2 separate regions of the Mus musculus genome follow, and region 2 is linked to region 1. Evidence: chromatin contacts called from public promoter capture Hi-C data. All regions are on one chromosome and are shown on one strand. Each heading gives the region's core, a stretch centred on a gene start, on an enhancer-like site or on the middle of the called end of the contact. The rest is flanking DNA. Distances are from core to core; before and after follow the strand shown. Region 1 overlaps Top1 (topoisomerase (DNA) I). Region 2 overlaps Chd6 (chromodomain helicase DNA binding protein 6).

Region 1 (3,879 bases), core at 627-3,126:
GACATTCATATCTCTTATTACACTTACATTGATTTGTATGTAGAGGTTGGTGGGCAGACAGGGTTATGGAACACATGTTCTGGTCAGAAGACAATCCATGGAAGTCATTTTTCTGCTGTGTAGATTCCTGGGGATTGCACATAATTGTCATGTTTGGCATCAGGGACTTTTCCAGCCTGAGCTGGAAAAGCCATAGAGATTTCAATTAAGAACTTTGTCTTCTTTGTTTTCTGCTTTGTTTTGTTTTTAATTTAAAATCTCTCACAGCATCTGTAGCACAGTTTGAGGATATACTAGATATGTAATGACTTTGAGTTCATATTATTGGCCTAGATGTTTTGTCCATGGAATTATTTACCAGCAACCCTAATTTTCTCTGAGATAGTTAATTTTTACATTTTTAGATAGCATTTGTTTTCAAAGGCTTGGGACCCGGTTTTAAATTCCATTTTGAAAATTTATGCATTTCAGGAAGATAATAATGTGAAATCTAATAGGAACTACTCTGAATTTGTATTTTAAAGTTTAGTGCTTTTTAGTGACTTTTGCATGTTTGTATTTGACAAAAATAAATTTGTTTGTTTATTTAGACAGGGTCTCTCTGTAACCCTGGTTGTCCTGGAACTCTCTGTGTAGACCAGGCTGGCCTTGAACTCAATCTGTCTGCCTTTGTCTCCTGAGTGCTGGGATTAAAGGCGTGTACTACCAGGTCTGGCTTCAAATTTTAAAGTTTGCTAATCTCTAACTTTATTATAAAAGTCGTTCATTATGGAAAATAAGATGAAGCACACTTAAGAACTCAAGTTCACAAATTTCTAAATTTTAAAATTACTACATTCTTTTTAAAATGTATGTCTTCCAGTCTTTTTTGTATGTGGTCATGGATTTATTGAATTACATACAGTGGTGCTCATTTTCTCTCCTTTTCAGATAATTTCCTTGTCATGCCTTTGAACCAAAGCAGTAGATCTTAACGTTCAATATTCTGAAGCCCATTTACTGATTTCTAACTATAAACAAAACAACACATGCTTTATTTCAGGTTGTAGTCCTGGTGCATGCATGCATTGTCATTTTTATGCCATGAGGTAAAAGTCACCAGTTTTATCCTGATTGACTCAGCATGTTAAGACTTTAGACTGGAGACTTAGAAGTCAGAGGGTCCTGTACACTGCATGGGAGATTTGAGTTCAGTCTTCTAACACTATATGCTTTACTTACTATTCTCATCTCTGTGGGATGGAAAGTTCTTAGAACCAGGGCCTTGATCTTGCAAGTATTAGTGTTTCTCTTTCCTTGGGATCTGTCTAGAATAGACATGCAGTTATGCCAAATAGCACTTCAGTTGCTTCAGATCAGCAATACTTAATTTATATATAATCTTATTGCTGTGAAACATGCTACTTCAAATTTAGTTGATATAGGTTGGTTATAAGTGTCAAATACATTACATTCGTTAGTCTGGTTGAATGTAAGAAAGAATTCATTTAAAAAAAAAAGTTTTTCGGGCTGGCGAGATGGCTCAGTGGTTAAGAGCGCCGATTGCTCTTCCGAAGGTCCCGAGTTCAAATCCCAGCAACCATATGGTGGCTCACAACCATCTGTAACGAAATCTGATGCCCTCTTCTGGAGTATCTGAGGACAGCTACAGTGTACTTACATATAATAAATAAATAAATCTTTAAAAAAAAATAATTAAAAAAAAAAAAAGTTTTTCATAAAAATCGCATGTCACCTAGAGTAACAGTCATCTGAAGGCTAAATTGGGCTGTGGCATATTCACTTCCAAGATAATTTCTTCACGTGGCTATTAGAAGGAAGTATCAGTTCCTCACCACATGTTTCTTGAGTGCTGCTAGTTTGGTAGCTGATTTCTCACTAGAACAAGGAGAGCAAATGGGAAGTTGCAGTGCCTTTGTGAGCTAATGTTGGGTGCTGTACTGCCATTTACTTGTGCAAGTGCAAGAGACGGACGGTGCATGTGCATTTGCAGGTCAACATCAGATGTCTATCAGGCTTGCTCTGCCTTATTTTTAAAAGATGTATCTTATTACTTGTCCATGTGTATGTATGAGTATAGATGGCCCTGGAGGCCAGGAGAGGGTGTTAGATCTCAAGGGGCTAGAATTACAGGAGGTTGTGAGTTGCCCCTAACATGGATGCTATGAACTGACCCCTCTGTTATCTATCTCAGCAAGTACTCTTAACTACTGAAACTTTTCTCCAGCCTCTTTTCACCTTTTTTTTAGATAAAATATTTATTGAACTGGCGCTTCCAGAGATCTGTCTCTGTTTCCCCAGAACTGTGATATAGATAGGTACACAGCAATAAGCCAAAATCAGAGATACATATAGCACTGTTTCCCTCCTGTATTCTTAAAAAGGCACCACAGTAAATGAGAATAGAAAGGGAATCAGTGGGAGTGGGGATAAGTGTGAGTAATGGAGGGGATATTATCAAAGTACTTTATATGTTTAAATATTTTCATAAGGCTTAGGATGTAGCTTTGTGGAACTGGGTGGGGGTGAGAATGGGGGCGAGCAACTGATGTTTTGGTAAGCAAAACTCAAATCAAGAGAAAATTGATTAAATAAAATTTTACTAAATTTTAAAAGAGGCTCTTTGAAAAACACCTTTAGGATTTATTTATTTATGAATGAATGACTGGTCATAGTGACTACAGGGATAACTTAGCAGTTAGGAGCACTGGCTGTTCTTCCAGAGAATGGGGTGTTGATTTCCAACACCCACATGGAGGCTCACGACCATATACAGCTCCAGTTCTAGAGAATCTAATGTCCTCTTCTGGCTTCCCAGGCATTGCATACACATGGTACACAGACATCCATATAAGCAAAATACCCATATATATAAATCTCTCTCTGTTTTTTTAAAAGCCTGTTCACTTTTATACTTTCTAACACTTGAGTCTTTGAGGTTGGAAGATATGTATCCAAAATAGCAAGCCATAGTATCATAATATATGTGGCCAAAAATAGCAATCCAGAAGTATATAAAGAACTTACAGAGGCAGGTGGATCTCTGTGAGTCCAAGGATAGCCTGGTCTAGACAGAGAAACCCTGTCCTGAAAAACCAGGGGGTAGGGGGAAGAACATATACAGCTCAGTAATACAATGTACAGTCAAACAAGCAAATACTGTAGTGAACTTGCAATAGTTATTTAAAGGATGTGAATAGTCAATAAGCACAAATAGTTTTCATTAAATATTTAATCACTAGAAGAAAATTAGGAATTAAATTCATAATGAGGGTGCTGGCTGGTTAAGAGCACTTGCTCTTGTAGAGGACCTAGGTTTGGCTCTAAGCATTTCAGTTCCAGAGAATCCAATACTCTTATGGCCTCCACAGGGACCCAGCACACAGGGCATTTACATACATGCAGGCAAAACATTCATGGGTAAAATTTTTAAAAATAATTAAAAAAACACAGCAGGCTAATTATATATATATATATATTATGTATATATAAATAAATAAAACATCACAACCAAAGCAAATTTTGCAAAAGAAAGCATTTAACTGGGGACTTGCTTACAGTTTCATCAGAGGTTTAGTCCGTTATCATGTTTAGGAGCATGGCAGCAGGAGGTAGGCATGGAGCTAGAGAGTAGCTGAGAGCTATATTCCGATTCTGGCCTACTGTCCAAGAGGCTCCTGGGCCTGCTTTTGGCTTTTGAAACCTCAAAGCCCACTCCTAGTGATAAACTTTCACTAATAAAGATACAAGTTTCAAACAGTGCCACTACGATACTATGGGGGTGGGGGTGGGGTCATTCTTACTCAAATCACCATAATATACCTTTTAGAAGAGCAAAAATTAAGACAGTAAAGGCTGTTAGCCAGGCATTGTAATGTA
Region 2 (3,879 bases), core at 695-3,194, 310 kb after region 1:
GAAATCCATAAAAAGTGGCCTAAAATGGGTAAGCAAGCCCAAAACAGCTGAGGGTGCAGGGCAGGCAGAAAACACACACAGGATTTCTCTCCCTGTGGTAAGGAACATGGGAATGGGAGTGAGATCACAACAGCACTTACAATCACTCCCAAGAAGAAACAATGAAACGAAGTAACAAACAGTAGAGCTCACACACTGATGAAAGAAACAGAAAGTGAAATAAAAAAAATGATGACAGGCAGCGGCATACAATTTTAATTAATGTAACTTCTACTAAAATTTCAGCCAGTCTCTGAAAATATAGAAACTTTTTTTTTAATGAATTAAATATTTATTTACTGAGTGTGTCCATGTGGAAGTCAGAGGACAACCTGCAGGAGTCAGTTCTCTCTTTCTCTTAGGTGGTCCCAGGGAATAAACTTAGGCTGGGTAGCAAGTACCCTGACTTGCTGAGCCATGTTACCTGTCTAGATAATTTTACATAGAAATTTTACATGACAATTTTACAAAGTTACATAGAGAGGCACAGAATAAGTAAAGGTCAAATAATTTTAAAAAAGAATAGAGTGGGAAGGGATCAGTTGACTTTAAGACTTTAAGACAAGGATGCAACAATTTAGACTATGTACTACTGACAGAACTCAGCAATGGAGCCTCACAGACAGGCCAACCGGGTTTTCTCAAAGTTACGAAAGTAATTTGATAGGATAGAAGGTTAAGAGTATTTATGGACCAACAGGATAGGAACAGGTTAAATTACCTTGATCTAATTTTTGTTATTTAAATTAGAACTAACCTAAACTGGATCATAAAACTATAAAATGTGGGGGAGGGGAGGGTGGAAGAGGCTCTAGGTTGTCAGGTAAAACAGCTGAGACCTGGCACCATAAACCCAACCCACAAAAGCAAAAGTGAGAAACTTATTTCTTCAAATTAAAAACTCTTGCCACATTAAAGACAACATGGAAAGGATAAAAAGGCAAAACTACAAGGTTAGAGAAAATATCTGCAAACCACCTGTCTGATAAAAAGAAGAGTATCTGGCCAGGCAATAGCTGTGCACACCTTTAATCTCAGCACTCAGGAGACAGAGGCAGGTTCTCTGACTTCAATACCACCCTGTCTCAAAAACAAAATCAAAAACAAACAAACAACAACAAAACCCCAGGACTAGCATCTGGAATCTATCACAGCGTCTAGGACAGCACAAGGAAAGCAGAGCATGAGTGAGGGGCACGAGAACTTGTCCTGCGTGGAGCACAGAAAACAGCGACACCATAAATGCAGGAGGTACAGGAAGGAAGCACACCACTTATTTACTGCCAGTGGGCAGAAAAAGTGAACGGCACAGCTACTCCAAAACGAAGTGGCAGTTTCTTAAACAAACATGTACATTATATAAACAGTGTCATATCCATGTTACAGAATAACAATCAGCAGCCACCTCTGCCCCCAACCTAAAACAAAAACAAAAAGGGAACCAACTACAGTTGGAACAGACAACCGCCTGGATAGATTTTAAGATTATGACAAATGAAAACAAATCTGTCAAAGGTTCATACTGCATGATTGCATTCTTAAAATGACAGTTATGAAAATGGAGAAAAGATCAATGATGTGGTGGGAGGGGCAAACAAATGGTTATGAGATAGAGATGAGACCAGTGCAGTCATTCAAATGTTCTGACCTTGACTCTGTCAGTGTCACCATCTTGAATACTAAATGGTTTTACCTGATCTTACTCTGGAGGATACTTGGTACAGGTACTGTGTTTTACAACTCTATCTTAAACTGCAGCTATCTGAAAAATTTTTTTAGACTACAAATGCAGTCAAGTTTGTATGCTTGAAGTTTCTGTACTAAAGGGTGATACAAAGACAGTGCAGCAATGCAACCCCACCCCCAATGATGAAGTCCTCCCTTGGCAGGAAGGAGCATGCAGGACCAGAGCAGCCAATCTGACTCACCGTTTGCTTCTGGAGACCATCCAACTTGTCCTCAGCACTGTCTTCTTTATCTATGTTGCCTCTAAATAAAAGTAATTATATAACACTTAGGAGTTATGTTATTACCAAGGGTGCTTGTAAGAAAGCCTTCCAAATCTAAAGGCAAGGTTAGTAGATATTTTTCTCACAGGCATTCAAATCTTAAGATTTTTCCTTTTCTTTTCGGAGAACCTTAGAGAGACTAAGAATGAGAGAAACTACCATCCAAGACTGTTCTCATGTAGGTGGGTAAAGACTTCCATTCAACTGAGACCTCACATGTATTAGGCTGTAGCCTTGTGATCTACTCAGGCACACCCTGAGGCTTACTGTTCAACACAATCATTGAAAAAGTAACCACAGCCTGTCAAGAGCTGTCTCCACTTCAACTAAAAGAGAACAACTCTAGTCCAGACGACATCTGTGCTAATCAAGTGCTCACCGGAAGCACAGCGACCTCTCTCACAAGGTCCTCTCTCTCTTGTGCTGAGAAGGAAGGGGAATCATCCCGTCAGATATGACACTTGTGACTCGGTTAGCTGCTTCAAGTCTCCTGGAAGCCTAACTACTGCTGAAGCCTGTCTGTGACGATTCTTCTCCGGTTAAGCTGGAAAGAAGCGTCAGCTGCTTTGCCCCTACCTTAGGTGCCTCCCTGGAGTCACCACAAATATAAAAGCTTTGAGCTACACGCAGGCTCCTGAACTAGGGAGTGTTTTTCCTGAACCAGTTAATTTAACTAACACCAGGATAACCAGCCATACTAGACCTTTGTCAACATCTCCCAAAATACACTCTTATTATTCTGACCACAGAAAATGCCTTTGGGGCATAGAGCATCATGGCAGCTAAAGTGTTCCCCAGGGGTTATTGGCAATGCCATACTTTCATGGCTAGGTCTAACTACAGCTCTGGACAATTCAAAGCACCTTGTCCTCAGCAGAGGAGGACATCTGGCCAAAGCTGACAGGACACATCTAAGAGGTAAATTCTACTTTCTAAAAATTTTTATATCTTGGAGATAGGTTTTAGCTGTTGCTTTAGTTTTCCTGAGAACTCACACATTTGGAGATTATGCCAACAATAAATAAAAGTAAGCCAAAGAGAATGCTTCTATATGTTTTGCTATACTACCCTTCACTATGCTGAACTGTTACTACCTTAAAAAGCAGCTCCCGAGTCTGCCTTGCTTGGGGAATATTTTATTCTGGAATAAAACCAGCAATCAGATGAGGAACTTTATGATCAGGAAGGCTGTACTTGCTGGGCCTGCTTAGTGTTTTGCGGGGGGGGGGGGGAGGGAGAGATACATAATTCCCCTGAGAGCCCTCTGACCAGAATGAGATGACTGTGGTCAACAAGCAGGCAGGATAATCAGCCTGAGCAATCCATGAAGGACAAGAATTGGGATTTGGTCCAAAGAACAAGTCTAAGGCATAGCAGGATGAATCCAAAGAAGCAATTTGAAGGACATAGGCTTAAGAGAGATGTTGGACATTGAGGGAAACTGGTGGTTTGAGAAATGTCCCCACAGGCTCACATCTCTGAATACTTGGTCCTCAATTTGGGAGCTTATGGAACCTTTAAGAGGCAGAGGAAGTATATCATTGGGGATAGGCTTTGAGACTTACAGCAGGGTTCCACTTCCTGTAGCCATGAAATGTGATCAACCAGCTTCCTGTTCCCGCTGCTACATCCTTTCCCCTCTATTACAGACTCCCCTTTGGAATATTAAGACAAAATAAACTCTTCTGTAATGCTCTTGGCCACGGTATTTCATCACAGCAACAGAAAAGTATGAATACATAAAGATACAGAGTCCTGGTGTATGTGGACTAGGACACAAATTGGTGGCAAGGCACGTGACATCAGAGTGGGCCTATGTGGCTTCTCACCT

Evidence for each region. Capture Hi-C pulls out chosen DNA fragments and counts their contacts.
Region 2: a promoter capture Hi-C map of adipose tissue shows a contact between it and region 1. The contact joins two enhancer-like sites. A contact is called at or near these places in 1 of 115 datasets of contacts at active chromatin or transcription factors (embryonic stem cells) and 3 of 9 other capture datasets (adipose tissue, liver and pancreatic islet).

What each region holds. Positions count from the first base shown.
Region 1 is chr2:160,665,630-160,669,508 of GRCm38.p6, forward strand. All of the region lies in intron 2 of Top1 (topoisomerase (DNA) I), which reads left to right. Among named protein-coding and RNA genes, the nearest start is that of Top1, 22 kb to the left of the region's middle. Within about 2 kb of position 1,877, at least 34 of the 459 cell types and tissues checked have an H3K27ac peak or open chromatin away from gene starts, as enhancers often do. A contact at or near this core is called in adipose tissue, where this site is marked.
Region 2 is chr2:160,975,492-160,979,370 of GRCm38.p6, forward strand. Chd6 (chromodomain helicase DNA binding protein 6) reads right to left here. Exons shown (of 37, transcript NM_173368.3): 26 at 3,878-3,879; 27 at 1,968-2,028. Among named protein-coding and RNA genes, the nearest start is that of Emilin3, 65 kb to the left of the region's middle. Within about 2 kb of position 1,945, at least 21 of the 459 cell types and tissues checked have an H3K27ac peak or open chromatin away from gene starts, as enhancers often do. A contact at or near this core is called in adipose tissue, where this site is marked.